2 separate regions of the Mus musculus genome follow, and region 2 is linked to region 1. The links are chromatin contacts, called in public Hi-C maps. All regions are on one chromosome and are shown on one strand. The core of a region is the stretch at or near the end of the contact, and the rest is flanking DNA. Distances in the headings are between cores, read along the strand shown. Region 1 overlaps Mgat5 (mannoside acetylglucosaminyltransferase 5). Region 2 overlaps Mgat5 (mannoside acetylglucosaminyltransferase 5).

Region 1 (7,755 bases), core at 1,435-3,934:
CCACTTTCCTCAACGATAGACTGGACTCTGAGCTGGAAGTGTAAGTCAAATAAATTCTTCCCTTCCCTAAGCTGCCTTCGGTCAGAGTGCAACTTATGACCAAAACAGCAACAGAAGAAAATTAAAATACCATGTAAGTAAAGTTGTACCGAAGTAGATTTATCTAACCTAAATCAGCAACAGAACCAGGAAACCCTGTCTCAGTAGACCGCACCATAGGATGGTCCCAAATACCTCAAACACACACATTCTAGTAAGTTCTAGAAACTCAGCTCCAAAAACCACTCGGCTAGGCTCTGTCCTGTGACGACAAGCACACGGTGGGAATTCCAACACAAGACTGAGACAGGTGTGTGTGTGTGTGTGTGTGTGTGTGTGTGTGTGTGTACACCTGCATGTGCACACCTATGTGCATGTGGAGAAAGCCAGAGAATACCCTCAACTGTCATTCTTCAAACACCATCCACCTTGTTTGTTTTTGGTTGACAAAGGGTCGCCCACTGATCTAGAGCTCAGGAAGTATGCTTAGTCAGCCAGCCAGTGCCTCCCGAGTGCTGGGATTATAACAAGCACACCAACTATGCTTGGATTTTTTTTAACATGGTTTCTGGGGGTTGAAAACAGGTCCTCAGGCCCTTTTGTAATCAATTTCCTGGTTTCCCTTTATATTACATATCCCACCACACACACACACACACACACACACACACACACACACACTCGCTCGTTTCTCTGGAATACGTTATTTAGCAACACATGATAAAGACAACTGGTAAAACCACAAGTCTATAAATACATAACGTGTTGGTCTTGCCTATGAAAAAAGTTTGATAAACTGTATTTAGAGGAAACACCTGCTAAGTTGCTGTCCTTCCTGACGAACGTAATTAATGTAGAATTAAAACCTTTAAGACAGCATCTACCACAGGGTCACATCACACTTATTCAACACTAACATTTCGTGCTATTCTGTTCTCTCTGGTGGTAACTGATCTCTGAGACCGATAGACCGTATAGGTCAAGTCAATGAGTCATTTGTCTTGTGTACCTAGTGTTGGGTACCTAGTGTTGGTGGTTGGACAGTGGCACACAAAACAGAGCTTCATGGCTTTAATACATTACATTTAAAAAGGCATTTTATTCAGACGTGTGAAAAGCCAGTGCCTAGTAACACTGACTTTTTACACGGCTGCTGGGGAATCAAACTCAGGTCCTCGGGGTTGCTTGGCAAGCCCTTTACCAACTGAGCCATCCCCCACATTACTGCTGATAAATGTTGAAGAGATACATCAAAAGCAGACAGTGTGACCTAAGGATTCATGTCCTAAGAACTGAGAAAGAACATCGGAGTCCCCGAGCTGTAGCGCCCGTCTCTTCATAGACACATACACTTTAGAGCCAAGTTTCTGCGGCACATATGAGTCCCTGTGTCTGTACTCCAGCTGCGCAAACTAAGCCTACAGTTTCATGTGTTCTAACTGAGGGCATATTTTTGACTAGGCTGCAAAGCAGAGCACTAGCTCTCCTACACCATCCCAGCATGCCATCTACAGCAAACACTAGACCCACTGAAGACTGGGTTTGATGGCTCCATTTCCCCTTTGACAACTAACAAGAGCTCACCCCCTAGAAAACCAGGTCATTCGGAACCCTCTGTGACCACAGCACATCCTGGAAGCAGAATCTCTACGACGCTATGGCCCGAATTCCACTTGCGATGTTTATTTTAAGTGTCAGTATGTGCACTCTGGCACCGTCTGGGTCATGCGAGATGGCTCAGTGAGTACAGGCACTTGCCATGCAAGCCAGACCAGAGTTCCATCCCTGTGTGGTGGAAAGAGGGAACCAGCTCCTAAAGGCTGCCCTCTGGGCTCCACTGTGTGCAGTGGTGCATGCACACAGAAACATGAATGGAAATGCACAGATGACAACAATAATAATAATAATGAATAAGACAGAAAAAAATCTATTGCAAAGTTATACACTAAATGCTAATTGTGTATATTGCTCAGAGGACACTTTTATGTGATTTTTCTCTTTTGTTTTCCTGCCTTCAATTTTTTTCTAAATTAAGCATAGCTCTTACTAAAAAAGGAAGATAAATTTCACATACATCATTTTATATATATCTAAAGTTATATGTGTGTGTGTGTGTGTGTGTGTGTGTGTGTGTGTTTGTGTGTGTATAGTGCCTCATATAGCCAGGCCAACATCAAACATCCTAGGTAGATGAGGATGGCCCTGAACATCTGATCTTCCTGCCAATAGCACCACCATGCTGGGGTTTCAGGCATGTGCCGCCATGCCCAGATCCAACCAAGCATGCCAGGCAAGCTAAGCACTATTTCCAGCCCTCGTGTGTTATTTTCAAAAACACGAGGTTCCTGAAATGAGCAATGAGTTGAGCACAGTTAAAGACAAAAGCAATAAAGTCTGGAAAATCAAACATTAATGGTTCGGGGCAGTTCATTAGCTCAACACTGACCTTAACGGCATCCGAGACATCCTCCTCCCCACTGGAGCTAATTACATTTTGTTTAAGGACAGATAATGAAAATGTTTGTTTGCACTCTCTGAACACACTCCTGTGAGCAGAACCTAGAAATAAGTTGACAGAGTGGGGACTGGCTATAAATGCAAGCCAGAGAGAGCTCTGGTGCTCTGAGTGGCAGGTCTGGGGTGTCTGTGTATATAGGAGTCCCACAAAGGGTACAGCTTTACCTTTCTAGAAATACAGCTATGGGCTGGGGAGTTGGCTCTGTGGGTTAAAGGGCTTGTTGGACAAGTGTAAGGACCTGAGTTCAGATCCACTGAATCCATATCGAGCCAAACACGGCAGCCTGCATATAGAATCCCAGTGTGCCTGTACAGAGATGGAAGGCAGGGACAAGATAATCCCTCAGAAGTTGAGGAGGCAGCTAGCCTGGCATGCAGCTGCCAACAAGAGATTCTGCTGCAGGCAAGGTAAAAATGTAAGGACTCACAGCTGAGGTTATCCACTGATTTCTGGCCCAGGCTCACCCACAGTCACATATAGAAATACACATATGAAAATGTTAACATACAAAACGAACCGCAACCACTGCCCAGGAAAACATAGCAAAGCCCACATGTGGGAACTTCTGGGGCATGCTCAGTGGGGGCACCTCATCCCTCCACGTCCCCTCACTCACCATAGGCTGTCATGACACCAGCGTAGGGGCCATCCACCACGTCCCTGTTCTCCTCTGCCAGTGCCTTAATGTACCTCTTGCTGAGGTCAAGGATCTGCTCCCGTAACATGGAGCTGCTCTCGGGCTGAGTCCGCTGCTGGATGGTGAAGTGCAGAAGCATCATGCCCCAGATGAAGCCGAAAGTCACCAGGAAAAAGCCCAGCTTCTGAGAGGACAACTTCCAGGGAGAAAAGAAAGCCATCTCTCTCTAGCAATGTACCATTCCCTTGGCTCTCAACAAGCAGAAGGGGAAGGCAAGTTCATGGTGCAGGTTGGGGCGGAGAGTGCGTGGCTCTCACTCCGGCTCCTGAGTCAGCTGGTTTCCTTGCTGGGCTTCCATTCTGCTGTGGAGGAGGAGGAGGAGGATGACAGTTAGCAACGTGGGTCGAAACAAAACACAACCATCAGGATCTGTAATTGTACTGAGGTAGCTCCCCAAGCTCGGGCGTGGCTTAATGTGCTGAGTCAACACTTTTTTTTTTTTTTTTTGGCTGAGAGTCAGGACCTGGGAGCCCAGATGAGAAGTCTGGTACAGCAACAGAAAGCCGTACAAATCCACTGAGGGAAGCACGCATCTGAGCGTGTGGACACAGGCGTTCGAGGGCTGGTCCGCTTCTAGACCTAGTTCAAAACGAGAACCTTGTTTTGCAAGGTACAGAGGAGGTAGAAGGATATGTCACCAAATGTCAGCAAAAAATACCGTCTGTGTGTGTGTGTGTGTGTGTGTGTGTGTGTGTGTGGTGGGGCGGGTGGTGGGCAGAGTCCTGTGACAACTTGGTACTTAATGCTTGTGTACCTTGAGCTTAGGAAGTCATTATTACGTGCTTGAAGCAAAGTTTGTACGTGCAGCTTCAGAGGTGTTCAAGAAAGAGGATGTGCCGTCAGAGAGTGTTAAGGATACAGGGGATGGTCCTGTGTTATTTAAGCACGGCTGGACTTCACCATCCTTGTTTCAGGCTAAATTACTCTGGCAGGTGCCATTCCCAAGCACCGAGGTAGAAACAGGCCAGAGGCACAGCTGGTATCCTTTCATTCTAGCTTTTTGTTGGAGGTGTCTGAGCTCAAAACCAGAGCGCACTTTCAGTATCTGTTCTACCACCAAGTTTCACCCCCACCACCCAGGTCCTTGCCTTAGCTATCTGGAGTAAAAGCTGCACCCCACAGGCTCGCCTGCCTGCTGCACAGGGAGCCCAAGGCACTGAGTGCCTGCTTCTCTGTGGTTTTCACTTTCACTGAGAGAGGAAAAATGAAAAGTTCCAGGGCAGAGTTTCAATATGAAGGTGCAACACCTGATAGCAGCAGACAGGCCCAGGGTTCCCTATATTGGGGCTTCTTAGCAAGGAGGGCCTGAGGAGAAGTTGCAGATGGGCTGATGAAGTATGCCCAGAGCAAATCAATGACCAGGCCTGGGGATATAGCTCAGTCAGTATAATACTTCCTAGCATGTGTAAAGGCCCGGAATGCCCATTAGTAGGTGGAGGCAGGAGGATCAGGAATTCAAGGTTCTCCTTGGTTACATGGGGAATTCAGGCAGAATAGCTTACAAGTGATCCTGTCCCTGCTCCCCGCCCCCACCCCCTCCCCCCACCGCCCCCCAAAAGGGAAATCTGCCAGATGCCTCAGTGGGTAAAGACTTTATGTTCTGTGCAAGAATAGGACCAGACATGTACAGCTGGGTAGGCAAACCACCTATACCCCAGCACTTTGGAGACCGAGAAAGGCGATCCCTAAGCACGCTGGTTAGCGAAGATTAAACAAATTGGCAGGCTCTGAGTTCAACTGAGAGACTCTGCCACAATAAATCTAGTGTAGGATGACGGCAAGCTTGGGTCTTCACATGCATACTGTGTGCTGTACACATTTAAACCCGTATGCCCTACCCACACAGGACACACACATACAAAATAAGTAGAAAGAAAGAAAAAAAGAAACAAAGAAATAAACAAAGACAGAAGGAAATTAAGTAAAACAGGCAGACAGTGACAAAAACTCGTCTGATAGCCTCTTCTGACCTCCAAGGGTACCAGGTATACACATACGATACACAGACAAACACACAGGCAAAACACCCATACCCATTAAAAACTCTGATGGCTACATGGCCATGTCTTGGAGGAACGGTGGCACTGTATTGAGGCCTTCCAAATGGTGGCCGACAGAATGGGATCCTCCATCATTCCTTTCTCCATGTGGTTTGAAAGTACACACACATTCTTAGTACTTGCTGCCTCCCCCTCCCCGCGCCCTGGGGACTAAGCGTGAACAAGATGGAGCTCCCTGCCTCATGAGGCTAATACTTTGAAAACCACTCCCCCAGTATATGAACGAACATTTCCTTCTAGATAACCTACCCTTATATTCACCTCAGATCTGAGGGGACTTTTCCAAGCCATGTTATTTGGGTGCCATACCCAAGAGGGGGCCTTCTGGTAATTTTCTTTGACTATTTTAGGACATATCTTGAACTGATGACACAGTTACCTCTAACCTTGCAGACAGGAAGTCCCACCCACTCTCCTTTCTCACTTGAGCCTACTGGAGAGGTTGATGAAGGCCTTAACAGGGTTTAAGTCACAGGAAAGGCAAGAGCAAGAACTACAGCAAAGCCTAGGGCTCTGACAGAAGGTCGAAGGCTTCTGACCTTTTGCTTTGGAAAGATCAGAACCACCAGGATGTTATGTTCTGGGGGTTAAATGAACACGTATGCCCTACATGCACATGACACACGCATACATAGTAAGTAGAAACAAAGAAAGAAAGAAACAAAAAGAGACAGAAGAAAAGACTACGACAGCCTAGTTGAAATTATTCTGGCTCAGTGAGAGGCTTCTTTTCACTGTCAACACACTGGCCCCTGGCCCTCGAGAGCATGGTCAAAGCTAGAGATATTTATTCATCCCGCAGTGAAGTCAGCACCAGCCCAGAGTCCCACGGTCAACACTTCACACCACAGAGTGCAAGATGTACAATCACCCAGGAGCTGGGCCTCCGGAGGATTATCTCACACAGTGATCAATGTGAGAAGATGCTTCTTAACTATGGGTGAAACCTCAACTGTATAAAATGGAGGAAATGAGCTGGCATCCATTGCTCTCTGCCCCTAACTGTGGGTGGGACTGTGACTGGCTGCTTTAGGTTTCTGACACCCTGACCTCCCCAACATGACAGATGGTGAGCCAGGCTTTGTCCAGGAAAAGAATCAAGACACCTAGAGAGGTACACATTTGGAGTCCACAGCCTTAAAGGAAATTCAGAGCACCTGATGGTTCTAATCATAAGCAACTATAGGATTTCCAGGAACAATGCTCTCATAGAACGCAAAAATATGCAATAACAGAAACTCTGTCAAAACACAAAGAGAATCATGTTAGAATTCACTACCATGATTCCCATTAGGAAGACAGAAGTTCTGACTTCAGGGGTCTCACCTAGGATACACTCTCATATCTCAGAGTATGAGTGGGATAAAGAGAGGCCTTAGAAGAGCACCCTCAGTCTTGGTCTCAGGGAAGGACTTGATGATCAGCAGTAACTGGCATGCAATAGAAAGAATTCAGACCAACAATGATCAGAAAATTAGAGTCCCCCCCTCCCCAAATCCTAAGGTGGGTGTGGAGCTCTATTTACAGCAGCAAATAGGCCTCTTGGGTCTACAGCAGCCTCTGTCCCCATCTTCCATGGTCCAGAAATGACCACACTGTATCATCACGAAGGGCTGACCATAGGCTTAGCAACAGAACGTTCATGCTGCCATTTGTCTCCGGTTTCCCAGATGTGGCCACTCTTAGCACCCCAGCATCAACCCCATAGCCTTGATCCTGGTGGCTCCTGGCATACCTTGCCTGGCAGAGGCTATTAGGGTGTAGGGTGAGGGCATTTCAGAAACTGCCCAGCCCTTAGCAGTGAGAACCACACTGATCAAGCAAGTCCTCCAAACAGCTGCCTAATGTCCCTGAAGGTCCCATCTCTTATATCAGCCCCTGGCCCTAGAGAGCATGGTTAAAGCTAGAGATACTCATTCACTCAGCTGTGAAGTCAACACCAGCCCAGAGTCCTACCGGTCAACACTGCACACTGCAGACATCATACAGTTTGCAAGCGACCACCTGCTCTAACCCAGGCAAGTTCATGCTTCTTTCACAACTGTGTTACTATCTCAACCTCTTCCTGTCTATCTTTAACCTTGGCTAAGAGACCTGCCTTTATCTTCATTCTCTCCAATAACATTCAGAATTTCTGAAACCATCTGTGCTTGTCTGTGTTAGCTTTGAAACCCACACCCTCATCTCCAGTGTCTTGACTTGACCTCACCTCCTGCATAAATTCTCCCAGGTCCCCAGAGTAGCAAAGGGGAATTTTTTTTTTGGGGGGGGGGAACCTTATCTATTGTTCATTAGCACAGTCTTGCTTCAACTTTGCTATAGGCTCTGTGAGGTTCCAAAGATAAGGGATTCTGATGCAGGGGAGATGGCTCAGATGGTTTTGCAAGCATTAGGATCTATACTGGATTCCCCAGAACTCACAGTAAAAAGCAGGGAGCAGC
Region 2 (7,755 bases), core at 3,343-5,842, 150 kb before region 1:
GTTATGAATTATAATGTAAATATCTGATATGTGACCCCTGTGGGGTCAAGACCCACAGGTTAAGAACTGATACTCTAGCGGTTTCTGACTTAGAAATCTGTAGACTTGTAGGCAGCTCTTTTCTAATTAAAAGCATCTTTGGTTAAGGGGATAGGGAGGCCTTTGAGAGCTGTGACAGCAGGGCATGTGAGCCTCTTTGCCACAAGATCAAGGTCACCACTCCCCCTCAAAGCTGTTAGATGTTACTCTTCAGTATGAGGCAAATTAACCTTGGCTCTCCCTTGTTCAAGCACACTAGAACTTCCCACTTCTCCTTTCTCTTTAAAGCCCATCCCAAGCCCTTTCAGTTATCCCCGAATAGGCTTCCTTTGCGCGACTCCCCTCTCACCCCTTAGTGTTCATGTTGGTCTCATGCATTTCAGGCTGGCTTTGAACTTGCTATGTAGCCAGTGATGACTTTGAAGTTCTTACTCTCTTGCCTCCACCTCTAAAATGCAGGAATTACAGGTGTAAGCCACCACACCCATCCTGGGTATTCTGGAGATTGAACCCAGAGCTTCTGCATGCTAGACAAGCATTCTACCAAGGAGGCTCTGTCTCCATCCGGCCCTGCTCAGCTATCATTTACCTTGATGGTGCAGCCGCTCTCTCATGCTTGCAGAACAGAACAGATATGGAACTACTAAAAAATGGGAAGCACTCTGCTACACCCCAGTACAGCAGCTAGGACCACAGGCTGTGTGTGGACAGGCTCAGCTTCTGTCCACTCCCTCTGGGGTCTTAGACTCCTGTGGGATCACTAGGGGGTCATCTGGATGAGGTCATATGTGCAGCCACTGACGGGACTCTCCACTCTCTTTTGCTTGTGGGCTCATTTAAGGGCTGACAGAACCACCCCATGTGGGTGCAGCCCATGTGGGTACTTCAGGGTCTCTTCTGCCCTCCCCACCTTCAGCACAGTCACATGGGTGGATGACAGCAACTATGGAGGACAATGTGCACGTCTTCAATACTGGCTGACCTGGGCACTGTCATGGGACACCATTCCCTGGGCATGAGGTAGTAGAGCATGTTCAGGAGTGTCCCCTAGTGCGTGTGTGCATGTAGGTGTATCTATGCATGTGTATGTGTGTATTCCTGCATATGGAGGCCAGAGTTCAACTTCAGATTACTCCTCAAGGGCCATTCCTCTTGTTCTTTGAAACAGGGTCTCCTCCTAGCCTGGAGCAAGCCAAGAGAGCTAGGTTGGCTGGCCAGCAAGCCCCAGATTGCTCATCTCCTTCCCTTCAGGTCTAGGATTACAAGGGAGTGCTCTCATGCCTAGATTTTATTTTATTTTATTTTAGGTATTCTAGGGACTGAACTAGATCCTCCTGCTTGTGTGAAAGCATGTAAACGACTGAAGCTATTTCCACAGCTCCAACTTTTAAATCTTTTATGCACCAAGAGAGTCACTAACATACAGAGGAAGAGAAAGTATTTGCAAATTATGTCTGCTAGATGGTTAGTACCCTAAATACCTAAGGAGTGTCTATCACTCCATAGCAAAACACCCTGAACAAACCCCATTTAAAAAATAGGCAGAGGATCTAGGTAGATATCTCATCAAGACTGCCACAGATCAAATGTGGAGGAGACAGAGGGAAGAGTTACATTTGATGTACTATTTGGGGTACAAGGTCAGAAAAGTAACCCAGAGGGGAAAGAAAGCAACGGAGTTGAAAATGAATGTTCTAGAGAAGGCGCTGCTGTGTCACACTAGGCGTTTCCAACGCTGTGATTTCCCAGGCAAAGGCCCCGAGGGATCCTGCTTTAATGTCCCATGCATGAGCAGCCAGGAGAGTCACTAAGTACCCAGACATAACAAGGAAGCCAATCTCATGGTATCTTGCACACACCTGTGTCTGTTCAGACACAGAATCCTCCTCGCCTTTGCCACACTCATCACCCACACTGAGCTGTAAATGACTTATGCTTATCGCCCCAAATGAATCCCAGCACTGCTCCAGGGTGACTCATCACCCACCGCAGGTTTCAAGAGCATCTGCAAAGGCAAGTGGAACAAGGCTCCTGTGACAGGCTCTGGCCGTGAGGGGACAGGCTGTCAGCACGGTGGGCTGAGGGTGGGCTAAAGACTCAGGCACAGCTTTCATCATTTATGATGTCTTGTCTCTGGGGTCTGATGTTCTCCTCTCTCCTCTCTCTTCCCTCTCTCCTCCCTCTCTCCTCTTTCTTCTCTTCTCCTTCTTCTCCTTCTCCTCCTTTTCCTTCTCCTCCTCCTCCTCCTCCTCCTCCTCCTTCTTCTCTCTCTCTCTCTCTCTCTCTCTCTCTCTCTCTCTCTCTCTCTCTCTCTCTCCCTCTCCCCCCACCCTCTCTCTCTCTGTATGTGTGTGTGTGTACATACCCCTACAGTGACTAGGTCAACCTTGGGTGTTGTTCAGGCACATCTAATTGTGTTTTTGAGACAATGTCTCTCATCAGCTTGGAACTCACAAAGAAAACTAGACTCCCAGGGATCCACCTGTCTCTGCCTCCTCAGTTTTGGAATTTTAAGAGTCTGCAATCATGCCTAGCCTCTTACTGAGTTCTAGGGAACTAGTGTGTATGGCGAGTGCTTTACTATTGACTAAGCCACGTCTCTAACTCTGAGGCTGATGTTCTCCAAGTAATCACTGGACACAGTTCCTTCGCTCTTCACCAGGTACAGTGGAGAGGCGAGCAAGCACTCCCCGTGGCCTCCTCACTCATTCTAGCTGTTAGATGGGATTAGACCAGGACACCCAGGATCATGAGAAGCAGAGTTAGGGTGGGAGTTGGAGGCTTTGCTCAAAGGACAGGAGCTCTCTGTGTGAGCATGAGAACCTGTGTGGAACTCCTCCACACACGCCAAAGATGCAGGGTGGGCATGACATCCCAGAGCAAGCTGGAGAGCCGGAGTGGTCAAATCAGTGAGCTCTGAGTTCAGGGAAAGACCCTGGCTTAGTGGATAAAGTGGAGATGGAGGGAGGAAGACCCCACACTCACTTCAACCTCTGGCCTCCACATGCATGTCTGTACACGTGTGCATACCTTCATGTGTGCATGCATGCACACACAGGAGGACCATATGCACACACAAACCCAGAAGCATAAAAGAGATACTCACCTCTCTCAGTGTTGGCTTGCCAATGAAGAAGTCTGTGTTTTTGCTGCTTTTGGGAGGGTTGAACTTGGGGTTCAGGAAAGCACATCCATTCGCGATGGCCTCCAGGGGAGCTGGGCCTTCATAAGGGAATCCGAGCCCAACGAACAGCTGTAAGACAGGAAAAGACATCACATGGAGATACCAGTCAGACTGCCTCTCAGCTCCTGCGGTCTGTTTCTGTGGCTGCCTCTGATGTTTTGCAGGGGTCTTAGATCTCCAGGTGGGTGACTTGCGACAAAGAGAAGGGGCGTATACCAGGATATGCAGAATAACATGTGCAAGGGCCTGCAAAGGAACTTGCCTTGTTCCCATCTCCTTTTCTGATGTGAAAAAAAAAATGTCAGGGACTGAGGGGCAGGGAGGGCAAGAGTGTAAATCAAAACCAACAATAAAACCCAGGACCCAACAATCCTCTTTCTGTCACTCAGCAGGCGACATAACTAGAAAAACACTTGCTTAACTAAACAGAAGGTTTCTTCACTCAAGCAGGGAACAACAGGCTCTTTCAGGGACTCTGGGGGCCAGGAACAGAAAGGTCACTTGGCGGTTTGATTACAGTTCAAATGAAACTGCTTTCGACCTTGGGAGGTCAGTAAACATGGGTTTTATGATAGCGTTCTCACTGGGGACACCACTAGCTGGCTGGTTTTGCTTTTTCTTCTGTGGGAGCAGAGGTTTCAAACTGCAATTTCCCAGTTTCCCTCCCAAGCTAGCAAAACCTCAAGTTTCCCTAGATGGACGGTAGATGGCAGCAGAAACAAGCTAACGGTCCTTAGAAAGCCCACAGTGGCCCGAAGCTGCTGGGACAAAGGGATGCTCAGGCAAGGGTCTGTAAGGTGCACAAAATGCAAGTCTCTGTGCATACCAGGTACAGGGGACAGTGTGCTGTGAGTGGCAGTCACCAGGCAGGGTCCAATCCTGGCTCTCTATGCCCACACGCAGAAGCCAAGTCTTAAACACACCAAGTGACAAGGGGACATGGGTGTCTCGTGCCTGGTGGGTGTGAGGTAGGGTGGCAAATGCTGAGGTTCCTTGCTCTCTCGTGTTCAGAAAGACCCAGGTCATTTCCACCAAGTAATGTAGCCATTCAGGCTGGAATGAAGATATTTTAGAGATAAAGAGACATTAGTGCCCCTCCCTTTGGCAACCAGACATAGAAACCAGGAGCCCCACGGAACTGGGATTTCCCCTGAGTCTCACACTGGGAGAAGAGTTGTCTGGTGCTGGCCTGGCAGGGGTGGTAGTGGTGGGAACACTGCTTGTCCTCGCTGTGTCAGAACTCCAAAGATGAACTTGGGAGGCACTAGACCTCTTTCTTTGTTTCTCTCCCCAGTGTGGCTACAATGTAACTCTCTTTGCTCTTCACTGCCATTGACCTCTTTTGTTGACCCATTGAGGAAACATGGCTGAGCCTGCCGTGCATGTTAGGGCTGCCAGGGCCCAGACCTGACCCTAACAGCTGCGGACACAGGACTGCATCAGGCACTCTGGCTCTTTTCGACTCTAAGAAGAAGGTGCTAGGCAAGACAGGCAGGGTCTTGGCAGGTTTAAGGAGAGATGCTGGAGCCCAGAGTGTTTCTCCACCTCTGAGCATTGTGTCTGCCAAGGAGTGCTGATAGCCTCCTTAACCCTACACTGTCATAAACAACCCTGGGAGAGATGGGAGCAGCACATGCCTTAGCCATTCCAACAGAGAATCCTGGTGGGCCATGTGATCTCCTTTTAGATCAACCAATCTGAATCTACTAAATAAAGGATGAGCGGCTATTGCTTGATGAACTCAAATGTGACCTAAGTTTAATTATATCTGAATAATAATTTGCACCAACTCCTAGGCCCTCCTGGCCCAGAGTATCTCAGTACACATAAACACTTGAGGGGGCTGGGGAGACAGCACAGTGGGCAAAGAAGTGCTTGCTGTGCAAGCATCAGCAACCTGAACTCAGATCCCCAGAGCCCGACAGAGCTGGATGCAGGAGCATGTATGTGCAATCCCAGGCTCCTACAGTGTGATGGGAGAATCCTTTGGAGCCTGAAGGCTAGCTTGTTGGGCATACGCAATGGTGAACAGTAGCCACCCCATTTCAAACAAGATTGGGGAGGAGAATGAAGACCTGAAGTTTTTGTCTGATGTTCACATGCACAGTGTGGCATTCATGTAGCTGCTTTCATATATGCGAACACACACACACATATGCATACATACATGCAGCACTAAACACTTTGCAACAGCTCCCCAAGCCTCAATCACCATCTGTCAAGGACTCTTAAGCAAACGCCACACCATTTCTTAGCAATGAGTTTTCTTGTCACACTAGTTAAGGTGACATGCACTGACGTATGTCCTTGAAACACTGAAATAACAGTTTTCTATCAGCTGTCAGTAAGCAATTTTCCCTTAGTTCCTATGTACTCATTACCTGTGACAGCACAATGGAGCACATGTATGAAGGTCGCATAGCATCTCTAAGAGTTGAATAAGCGCAGCCTAGGTAGAGAGAACTCAGCATCTCCACTCAGAAGCTTCTGCCCACAGACAGTCTTTCACACACCTCACCATGTCCCCTTGCCCTTTCTCTTGATCCATCACTGTGCCTACTTGCAGCACTTCCTCCCTCCCTTCCTTCCCCGACCTCTGTCTCTTGTCTCCTTTCTTTCTGAGGAGCCCATATTTATTTCCACTATACCCCTATAAATTTCTTTACCACAGAAGAGAGAAATGCAAGACAAGAAAGCAACCAGGCCTGGGGAGAGAGCCTGGTGGGCAACACTACTTGTTCCTGAGTTTGAATCCTCATCACTCAGGTAAAACTCTGGGTGTGGTCACATGCTCCTGCAACTCCAGTACTGTGTGGGTGGGGACAGGACACTGCTGGGGCTTGCTGGTCTCCGGCTGAGCTCCAGGTTCCTCACGGGAATAAGGCAGAGCATTGTAGAGCAGGACACCCGCTGTCGTCTTCCAGCCTCAGCACAAATTCACATGGCTGTACACATCTGCATACCTGTGTATGCACATACATACATGCACAAAGACTGGAGGAAGAAACCATTCGAGTGCTAAGGTTCGATAATTCCATGGGAAATTGGCCATACTGTATGGGCTTAAGCCTGCTCTTCAGAAGGTCAGAGTTTAACAAGGATATTCTAGATGTCAGCCATCTCCATGGTCACAACTCCAATTCCACCAATGAGTGTTTCTAAATAGAAGGATCACAGGCTCCAAAATTAAAATTATGACAAGGAAGATCAGACAAAGGAGCACATGTTTTATTCATAGCAAGGAATGGGGCACCCTGACACAGTCACTGAGATTTTTTTCTCTGTTTTGAAAGAAAAAAAAGAGAATTGTTTTAACCCTTAGTGAGCCAATGAAGATTCTTTTAACCATTCCTGGCTTAGCTGAACTGGGTTTGTTCAGTTTCATTCACATCTATTATGCATGCGTGTGGTTATGTGCGCATGGATGTATGTGTGTGTAGAGGTCAGAGTGGTGTCTTCCTCAGTTTTTTCCTATTGTTTTCTGTGATAAGGTCTATCTATTTCAGCTGGGCTGGTTGGCCAGTGAGCCCCAGGGATCCACTGGCCTTCATCTCCCCAGTGCTGGGATTAGAAGTGAGTACCACTACATCCAGTGTTTTAGATGTGGATTTTGGGGGATCAAACACAGGTCCTCCTGCTTGGAGACAAGCACTTCACCAACAGTTATTTCAGCTTCAGACATTTGAATTAATTACTTTTTTATGCAATGGTATTTAAACCCAGAGACTCACATATAGGGGGAAGTACTATATCACACACCTGTATACCTATGTGTGTATATACATATACACCTACATATACAAGAACTGGGTGAAAGAAACCATTCAATACTAAGGCCAAACTCTTCCAGGGAAAATCGGCCATACTATATGGGCTTAAATCTGATCTTTAGAAAGCCAGAGTCTTACAAGGATATTACATCCCACCCCAGTTCTGGACATTTTTAATGGAGAAACACCAAGAATAATGGAATATTGGACCCACATAAATTCAGCATGTACTTTTCTGATCATTATTAATTAGCCAGTGTGAGGATCAGGAGGGAATCTGAGCAATGAATTAACCTCAGTTTGTGCCCCCAAATTGATTACTGGTCAAAGGCTCAGGCAATGAGATGATTATGCAGTCATGAAGACTAGGATTCAAGTTCTGGTGCTACCAAGTCCTCATTCGGTAACCATGGCAACTGCCTCAGTGTATGGATTCTCCAGGCTGGTTTATAGTCTCGACCCTTAGTTAAAGTAACATGAGCACTGTCTTCTTAGAGGCAAAATGGGCAAACTGACGCTTTTGTCATGGATCTGCTGTGAGCACTGAAGGAGCTGGTTTGCAGAAATATTCAACACTCTCAGGCACAATGCTAGTAACCATTCGAGAAATAGTCTCCCATGTTTGAATCCAGTTGTAATTTGACACAGCTGAACATTATGTATGCTGTTCTACAGTTGGAGGTGAGGTATATGTATATGGACTGTTTGCTAAAAGTGACAACTTTACCCCTTTTATGTGTATTTATGAGTTTCCTTTTCCCT

The links. Hi-C and Micro-C count contacts between places; a contact is called where the count stands out from the background.
Region 2: a Hi-C map of the N1E-115 cell line shows a contact between it and region 1, with 4 times the contacts expected there. The contact joins two enhancer-like sites. A contact is called at or near these places in 1 of 15 datasets of contacts at CTCF or cohesin (pro-B cells), 5 of 484 Hi-C or Micro-C datasets (the N1E-115 cell line, Sertoli cells, group 2 innate lymphoid cells and 2 more), 4 of 115 datasets of contacts at active chromatin or transcription factors (CD8 T cells, the SCID.adh cell line, large pre-B cells and 1 more) and 1 of 9 other capture datasets (liver).

What each region holds. Positions count from the first base shown.
Region 1 is chr1:127,302,435-127,310,189 of GRCm38.p6, reverse strand. It overlaps Mgat5 (mannoside acetylglucosaminyltransferase 5), which reads right to left. Exons shown (of 18, transcript NM_145128.3): 3 at 3,174-3,556. The coding sequence starts at 3,414. Among named protein-coding and RNA genes, the nearest start is that of Gm51747, 6.0 kb to the right of the region's middle. Within about 2 kb of position 2,684, at least 50 of the 459 cell types and tissues checked have an H3K27ac peak or open chromatin away from gene starts, as enhancers often do. A contact at or near this core is called in the N1E-115 cell line and the SCID.adh cell line, where this site is marked.
Region 2 is chr1:127,455,373-127,463,127 of GRCm38.p6, reverse strand. Mgat5 (mannoside acetylglucosaminyltransferase 5) reads right to left here. Exons shown (of 18, transcript NM_145128.3): 14 at 3,146-3,292. All of the region lies in intron 2 of Gm41947 (a long non-coding RNA gene), which reads left to right. Among named protein-coding and RNA genes, the nearest start is that of Gm41947, 20 kb to the left of the region's middle. Within about 2 kb of position 4,592, at least 44 of the 459 cell types and tissues checked have an H3K27ac peak or open chromatin away from gene starts, as enhancers often do. A contact at or near this core is called in the N1E-115 cell line and the SCID.adh cell line, where this site is marked.